Regions from separate parts of the Rattus norvegicus genome. Here region 1 is linked to region 2. The links are chromatin contacts, called in public Hi-C maps. All regions are on one chromosome and are shown on one strand. Each heading gives the region's core, a stretch centred on a gene start, on an enhancer-like site or on the middle of the called end of the contact. The rest is flanking DNA. Distances are from core to core; before and after follow the strand shown. Region 1 holds the start of Atp5mc2 (ATP synthase membrane subunit c locus 2). Region 2 holds the start of Npff (neuropeptide FF-amide peptide precursor).

Region 1 (3,551 bases), core at 842-3,341, 140 kb after region 2:
CATGTCACTGGACCAGCAGCATGGCTCAGAGGGTAAAACCATGTACCTGATAAACCTGATAAACCAAGTTTGACTCTTAGAGCACACAGTGGAAGAAGTACTTCCAAGAGCTGTCTTCTGATCTCTACTGGCACCATGTGTGCCTGTACATTCACACACAATAAAATAATTTAAGATTTGTATGTATGTATGTATTATGTATGTGCACCACATGCATACCTAGTGTCCAATAAGGCCAGAGTGGCACTGGACTCCCTAGAACTGGAGTTAACGGTTAAGAACCATCTCATGGGTGCTGGGAACCAAACATGGGACCTCTGGAACAGCAGCAGTTGCTTGTAACTGCTGAGCCATCTCTCCGGCCCCTAAAAACAAGATCTCTGGTGCCAATATTTTAAACAACTTTTCCAATCTTTATATTTAAGGTGTAGAATGGCGTGGTCTTGACAACACTGATAGGTTGTCAGTGGGAGAGAAAGGATTGTAACTCTGTAATCTCCCTCAGAGGGAGGGAACACTGGAGGTAGAACCTAGGACCTTAGTGTGCACTAGGTAACCTGTTCTACCACCAAGCCACACACCCCCACCCCACTTTTTCTCTCTGAAGTTTGAATATTCCACAAACTAAGACACTCAAAGTGTAGGCCTGTTAAACACTTCCCTTACATACACTGGGCTCAACCCGCCCACGGGTAGATCCGCTACTTGTAAGTCCCGAATTTTTACTTTTATACCAATGTTTGTCTTCAGGCCTCATTCTGTCTAAAACTTTACTTTTTGCTGGATATGCTATAATCCCAGCACTTGGAAGGCAGAATTCCAGGCCACACAGTATGACCCTGTTACCAACAAAATCCTGCCTTTTGTCTTTGCGAAACCTAAACCCAAATTTGCTGCCCAGCTACTCAGGTTCAATTGTGCCTGCCACACCCCTAGTGCTGGGTACCTATGGAAACAGGTGGTTACCTGAAGCTGACTGGCTTTCATTCTGAGTGGATGAACTTCAGGTCAGTAAGGCATCCCATCTCAAAAAGTGAAGGTGAAGTGGAAATGCCCCTCCACATTAACTTCTCAGCACCCACGCATGCATGCTTTCAGACACATGATTAGAGGGAGGTCTGAAGTTAGGCATGGTGGTACATGCATGTAGTCCTAGCACTCGGGAGGCTGATGCAGAAGGATCACAAGTTTGGGGTAAACAAGGGTTATTTATAGAGTTGGCCTTCAAGGGGCCAAAATAGACGTTTTTCCAAAAACAAGTTTTAAGGTTATATCTTTTAATTCCTAAGTGGTCATCTCTCCATTTTATTCCGTTCCTTAAACCTTCCCTCTGGCTGGCAGGTATACATTTTAAAACTTGAACTGCTCCCACCCTCCGGGCTTGCTGCCTATCAGAACCCTCCATTTCTAGCCCGCCATTTAAGATTTTATTTCCAACTTCATTAGCATGTCAGGGCTTTCATTAAAGGCAGGCACTCACTACAACCACAGTTTCTAAAGCAACAGGTCCCACTTCTGCCCTGGTTTCAAGCCACCGGTGCACAGGCAGCTAGCCTGTTCTGTTACCCTACGCCACATTCAGTTTATTTCGAACTGCAGGATGCTGACTAGGGGAGATGGTGGCTTGACTGCTCTGAGCGCCAGAGGCCCTGCGGTTCAAAGTCTGCAAGGTACAAAAACTAAAGTCTACTTTGATTCAGGCTGACAGGAGGAAACAAAGACAGGAGGGGGTAATCTGGGGTTATAACAATGGTGAAAGGCGTGAGGGTGAGCAAACAGCATTATCCTTAAAGCCTTGGTTCGCGTCCCGAGAGAACACGCATGCCAGCATTTGGCTTTCGCCGGCCGCAGAACCCCCAACCCCCGTGAGACACCCAAGATGGCGCCAGGCCCGCGCGGTTAGAGGTCATAGACACGAGGAAGGGGCAGCTCTCCGCGCGGGGATGCCAGCAGCCGCGAGGGTGCGAGGCCCCGGGTGGGAGCTAGCAAGGTCAGGGCGGCCACGCGTCCTCGCAAGGGGTACTGCTGCGCGCGCCTGCGCGGCACGAAGAGGACGCGAGGCCTCAAGGCCTTACCTGCTCCCAGGGTAGAGAAGACAGAGAGGGGGTGGGGGCACGGGAAGCCCAGGAGAAGGCTCTGCGCATGCGCGACTAGAGCCAACGAGTCGCTTTCCCGCGGATAGAGTGAACGCAAGCTAAAGGATCGGCCCGGGCGCTACAGCTCCCCCTGCCAGGTTGGTGGTGTCTCGGGAAACAAGTACGCCATCTGGTGTCCAACAGGAGAAGCTACAAAAGGAGCCCACCGTGTGCGGAAGAGCCGCCAACTCTGCACAGAAGGCCGACCCGCAACGTGGTGGGAAGTGTGGACTGTTTGGCATTTGGAGTCTTGGACTCGAGTCCACTTCCCGAGCATGCGCAAAGGAAAAAAAAAAAAAAACAACCCAGCCTCGTCAGAAATTGTTTATACCATACAGTGAGGGTTGGGGTTCTGTGTTTAAAATGTAGCATGGGGAAATAAAATCACAGACCACTTTGGCTTCTTGTCACCCTAAGGACCCTGGCAACATTGGGTGGTACAGAAGAGAACTGTCCCAATGGGCTAATAGCAAAATGTCACGGCTATTTCGGCTTTAACTTATTTCTTGTTTTCCCTATCTCGCTGATGAGCAGAGCATGAAAAAAAACAAAACAAAACAAACAAACAAACAAAAAAAAAACCCCAACATCTGCGAGTCAGAAACTTGAGGGTAAACAAGGCCTGTATCTCCCTTTTGTGAGTCCTGGGATCAATTAGGAATAACCACACTTATTGCCTGTAGTAGGGGTGCAAGGTCACCCCAGGCGACCAGTTTACCTCTGTCAGACTTGCTGGGGAAAGGGGGGTGCAAGCTGGAATGTGCAGCCGCCCGCGAGGGGCTCTCCCCAAGCCCCTGCTTTGCTTCAGTGCCCTTTCGCCCGCCCCTCCCCCGGTGGCGGTGGGCGGGGGCTTCCGGGCACGAGTCCCGGAGCAGGCCTTTGTGTGCACGCAGGACCAGATGAGCCCAGACGACCGCTGCAAGGCAGACCCAGCCCCGCAGCCCGGCTGTCCGGTTAGGGTGCTTAGACGCAGCGCGAGAAAGACGGGAAGAGCTCACCAAACCCCCATAAAAAAATAAAAAGAAAGCCGGGGCTGTAAATAAAGGCAAATCCGCCACCCTCTGAGGGGCCGTTTGTCCTCCCCTCCTTGGCCCCGTCCTTCCCGCCACCCCCTCCCGGCCCCCGGCCCCGCGGCGCCCCGGCCCCGAGCTCCTCCATTTAATCGGATTTGGGAGAAGGGGAGGATAAATCACGGCAGCAGCTTTACGGTCCCGGAGGAGAGGCGAGCCGCAGCCAGGCACACCCCGGCCGGCGATAAAAACCGCCGCTGAAAGCCCACGGAGCAATTTCCCGGGACCCCGAGCGACGCCATTACAGGAATGTAATTTTGCCCGGATGAGGCCCCGAGTTTAATTATCCTCGCGGAGGAATTTCAATGCGGCCAATCCATCTTGCAGGCGGGCGGCAGAGGGATTT
Region 2 (3,644 bases), core at 12-2,511:
CTGTTACTTCTTGCTCCTTCTGCCCTGGGTCTATGCGTCTGCCTAGCTCTGGTGCCCTCCAGAGGTGCCATCTCTACCTCTGACACAGCTTGCCTGCCTTGAGACTGAGGAAGGCAAAGGCAAGCAAGGAGCCATGAACCACAGGGCCCCAGCCAGCGCAGGGTTTGCCCTCATTCCATGGATGATGAATGAAAGGAAATTGGAATTCTATTGGAATCCAGAATAAATGCTGCTCTTTGGCTTCTTAAACCCTGTGTTCTCTGGCCCTGGGTCATGAGGGTGTCAAAGGAATACACAGTGTTTGTTCTCCTTCTGAACCCCATTCTTTTTGCTACAGGCAGGAGGCAAGGTGCAGTAGCCTTGGGGACCCTCCAGCAGAATGGCTGGAGACTGATTGAGTGGAGGTAAAGGAGGCTATAACTATTGCTCTTGGGCTCCCACCCGTTCCCTGAGAGTCTTGTCCAAACACAGATGCAGAAGCCAGACCACTTTATTTGGGGGCACACATGGAATGTGGGGAAGTGATTTTGCATGCAGACATATCACAGCAGATGATGTTACTTCTTCCCAAAGCGCTGAGGAGCGGCCAGGCTCCAGAACTCTCTAGCCTGGGGACTTAGCTGCTCCTTGCTCCAGGGCCCCCAAGCATTTCTGCCAAACCTTAGGAGAGATTCATCTTTAGTCGGCACTCCCTGTATCTCACCTTCCCTCACATCTTCCTCTGCCCTCCTCCCTTCCCAGCCTCTGCCTTTTGGAACTCACCTCTGGGGCTGAAACAAGAAGGCTGGGTTCCTTCTAGGTCTCTCCATGGCCTGGAGCAGAACACGCATGAGGGACCCAGGAGTCTGGATCCTGTCTGGAGTGTGGGCATACTGTGATGGGTGGGGTCCCTTATCTTCTTCCTGTGATGAGAGAGTAGCAGGGCAGGAACATGGCAATGTCTCGCACACTGAAGACATGGAAGGAAAGAATGGTTTCTGGGGGAAACTTGCATGGGCTGAGAAGCCATTTCCCTGTTAGAAGCCAGGCTTCTTGAAGACCTTAGCAGCCTGGGGAACATCAACCCTGTATTAAAAGTTCCAGCTGGGGAGGGGAGGTGGGTGGGTGGGTGGGTGGGTGGGTGGGGGGCAGCAGGACGCTCACTCACTGCAAAGACTTGGTCTTCACCCCAGCTCCCTGCCTCTTCAGCGTGGCCCCAGTTCCTCAGCAGCAGCAGTAGCAGCAGCACAGCAGCCCACTTGGAATCCATGCTGCCATCTGCCTCCTCCGTGGCACACGGGCTTCTTATACCTGATGTCCCCTACCCCCACCTCATCAGCAGCCTGGGGGAAATCTAGACAGGCAATGGAAATGCATGGCTCTATTAAGAGCCACCTGGGACCCCCTCCCATACCGCCCTGGAGACTTTCTGCTCTCAGTTCTCTACCCCCAGCATGAGCCTGGAGTTATAGACTTTATTAGATGCATAAATCTTGTCTCCAGAGCTCAGGAAGCATTATTAATTGCAGTTTGTCAGAGCTAGGCCCTGGAGGAGCCTTACAAGAACCTCCAATCCTTCAACAGGTTGGAGAAGCTTCAATTGATCACCTCTTGTTCCTGACTGAAGAAACTCCTGTCAGGATTGAGCATTATGTCCTGGATGGGAAGGAACTAGGGTTGAGAGCAGGCTAGTATGACCCAGCTTGGTCCCTAGTCCTGCCAGGAACAGGTAGTCAGGACCACAGACATTTCAATTCCCATTGCTTCTAGTGAGGTTAAATGTGGGTTCACCACTTTTAAGATTTGCCCGTGGATAGTTAAGTGAGAGCTAGGAGACCCTTGTTAGAACCTTACTGAGTAGAGGTGGCTTGCACATTTTGTGGCTAGGCCCACCTTAGCTGTGGAATGGGCCTCCATAGCTGAAACTCTGCTGCCACCTTGTGGCCACTACTCTTCACTGCCACATCTGGCCATTTCTTTTTCCAAGGATCTTGCCTAGGAGGACTTCAGGGCAGGGGTCTTTCCAGGCAGGAATTGATACATTGTTTCAGTTCCCTCAGGTCAGCACGGCCTCTGCCTGGTTCTGGTTCTAGTATACTACTGGAGCTGGTGACTAGGTTCCTGCTTTAGGGAATGAACCACTCTAGGTCAGGGAAGGGTCCTTCACAGGAGCTAGTCCCAACCTCACTTGCAAATGCAGGTGCCAGTGTACCATGTCTCTAGCCTAAACAGAAGGACCATGTCAGGGTTCTAGCCCATGAGCAAAGCAAGCTACTCATACTTTTCCTCACATATGGGAACAGTAAAATGATTTACTTGCTAGGAGAAGCATTTGGGATGCATTTTGTAAAAAAGCACAGACCTGGTGTTTTTGAAATGTCAACTGTGATTCCTTTTGTCTTCCTCCCACTCCAGTCCTGGGGAACTTACCATTTCCAGAGACAGTGCTGAGTGGGCTTGAGCTTCTTGGTGGCCTGTACCAGAGGTCTTAGCTTGTTCAATGAAGTCTTAGAACATCTCTCAGTCCATAAGTAAAAACCCCTCACGCTTGGAGACCACATCTTTGCTCAACAAGGAAGTACTTGATTGGAACCAACTTATATTTTAGGTTTGTGGATAAGTGGCATTTTAAAATCTCTTTCTTGGGGATTAAATCAAAATGAGGAGCCTTATGTATGCTAGTCAGGTGCTATACTGCATAGGGAAACCTAGATCAGGTTTCTATCCGATGTTCTAGAATACAATAATACATCCAGGCTTGGGTGGACCTGTATGTAAGCTTTGTCTCATGATTTCCCATAGAACTTGCTATCATGCATTATAGTTACAATGGTTCACTGCTGCTTTTTGTTGTGGGTCTTCTTGGCTTCTCTCCCTATCTGCGTCTCCACTCTGTGTGTGTGTGTGTGTGTGTGTGTGTGTGTGTGTGTGTGTGTGTGTATCAGGTGTCACTATTTAGCCTTGGCTGGCCTAGAATTTACTTTGTAGAGCAGGATGCCTCAGCCTCCCAGGTGCTGGGATTAAAGGTGTGTGTCATAGTACCCAGTCTGACCCCTGTCACAAGAGGCTGCCATGAAGAGCAAATGGACCGAGTGTACAGCGGTCTTGCTGCGTGTGCACAGGGCAGCTACTCCTCACTGCACTGCTGCCTGAGTACCAACGTTGCTGAAGCTACATTCATAGAGAAGCTGCTTCACTTCTAACTTGTAGAGCAGGCACCTCTAACCTCAACAAAAATTAATCTTTCTAACCTGTTACATTGTCTTGCATTAGGATTCTCATCTTCCAGACTTAGCCTTATTTATCACCTTCCAGACTTACTTATTTAAATGCAGGATCTCAGCAGGGCTATGGTGACATATGCCTTTAACGCCAGCACTTGGGAGGCAGGGCTGATCTCCGAGTTCAAGGCCAGCCTGGTCTACAGAGTGAGTTACATGACAGTTAGAGCTACACAGAGAAACCCTGTCTCAATTTTTTTTTTTTAAATTGTATGTCTGCAAGAGCATGTGCCTGGGGAGGCCAGTCCAGAGTCTGACACTCTGGAGATGGAATTCCAGACGTGAGCCACCTGACTGGAAATGAACCCAAGTCCTCTAGAGGAACAGCAGGTACTCTTAACCACTGAGCCGTCTGTCCAGTCCTCTTGGTCTCAGCTTTTAGTG

What was found. A called contact is a pair of places that touch in the nucleus more often than the background predicts.
Region 1: a contact with region 2 is called in a Hi-C map of Schwann cells, with 6 times the contacts expected there. The contact joins the promoter of Atp5mc2 here to the promoter of Npff in region 2. A contact is called at or near these places in 10 of 12 Hi-C or Micro-C datasets (the A7r5 cell line, Schwann cells, frontal cortex and 5 more) and 1 of 1 datasets of contacts at active chromatin or transcription factors (oligodendrocytes).

What each region holds. Positions count from the first base shown.
Region 1 is chr7:135,676,127-135,679,677 of GRCr8, forward strand. It overlaps Atp5mc2 (ATP synthase membrane subunit c locus 2), which reads right to left and starts at 2,092. Exons shown (of 5, transcript NM_133556.2): 1 at 2,076-2,092. It overlaps LOC120093744 (a long non-coding RNA gene), which reads left to right and starts at 1,533. Exons shown (of 2, transcript XR_005487427.2): 1 at 1,533-1,670; 2 at 2,183-3,161.
Region 2 is chr7:135,532,578-135,536,221 of GRCr8, forward strand. Npff (neuropeptide FF-amide peptide precursor) reads right to left here and starts at 1,262. Exons shown (of 3, transcript NM_022586.1): 1 at 1,148-1,262; 2 at 763-902; 3 at 473-660. The coding sequence starts at 1,249. The coding sequence ends at 558. Tarbp2 (Tarbp2 subunit of RISC loading complex) reads left to right here. Exons shown (of 9, transcript NM_001034941.1): 9 at 1-249.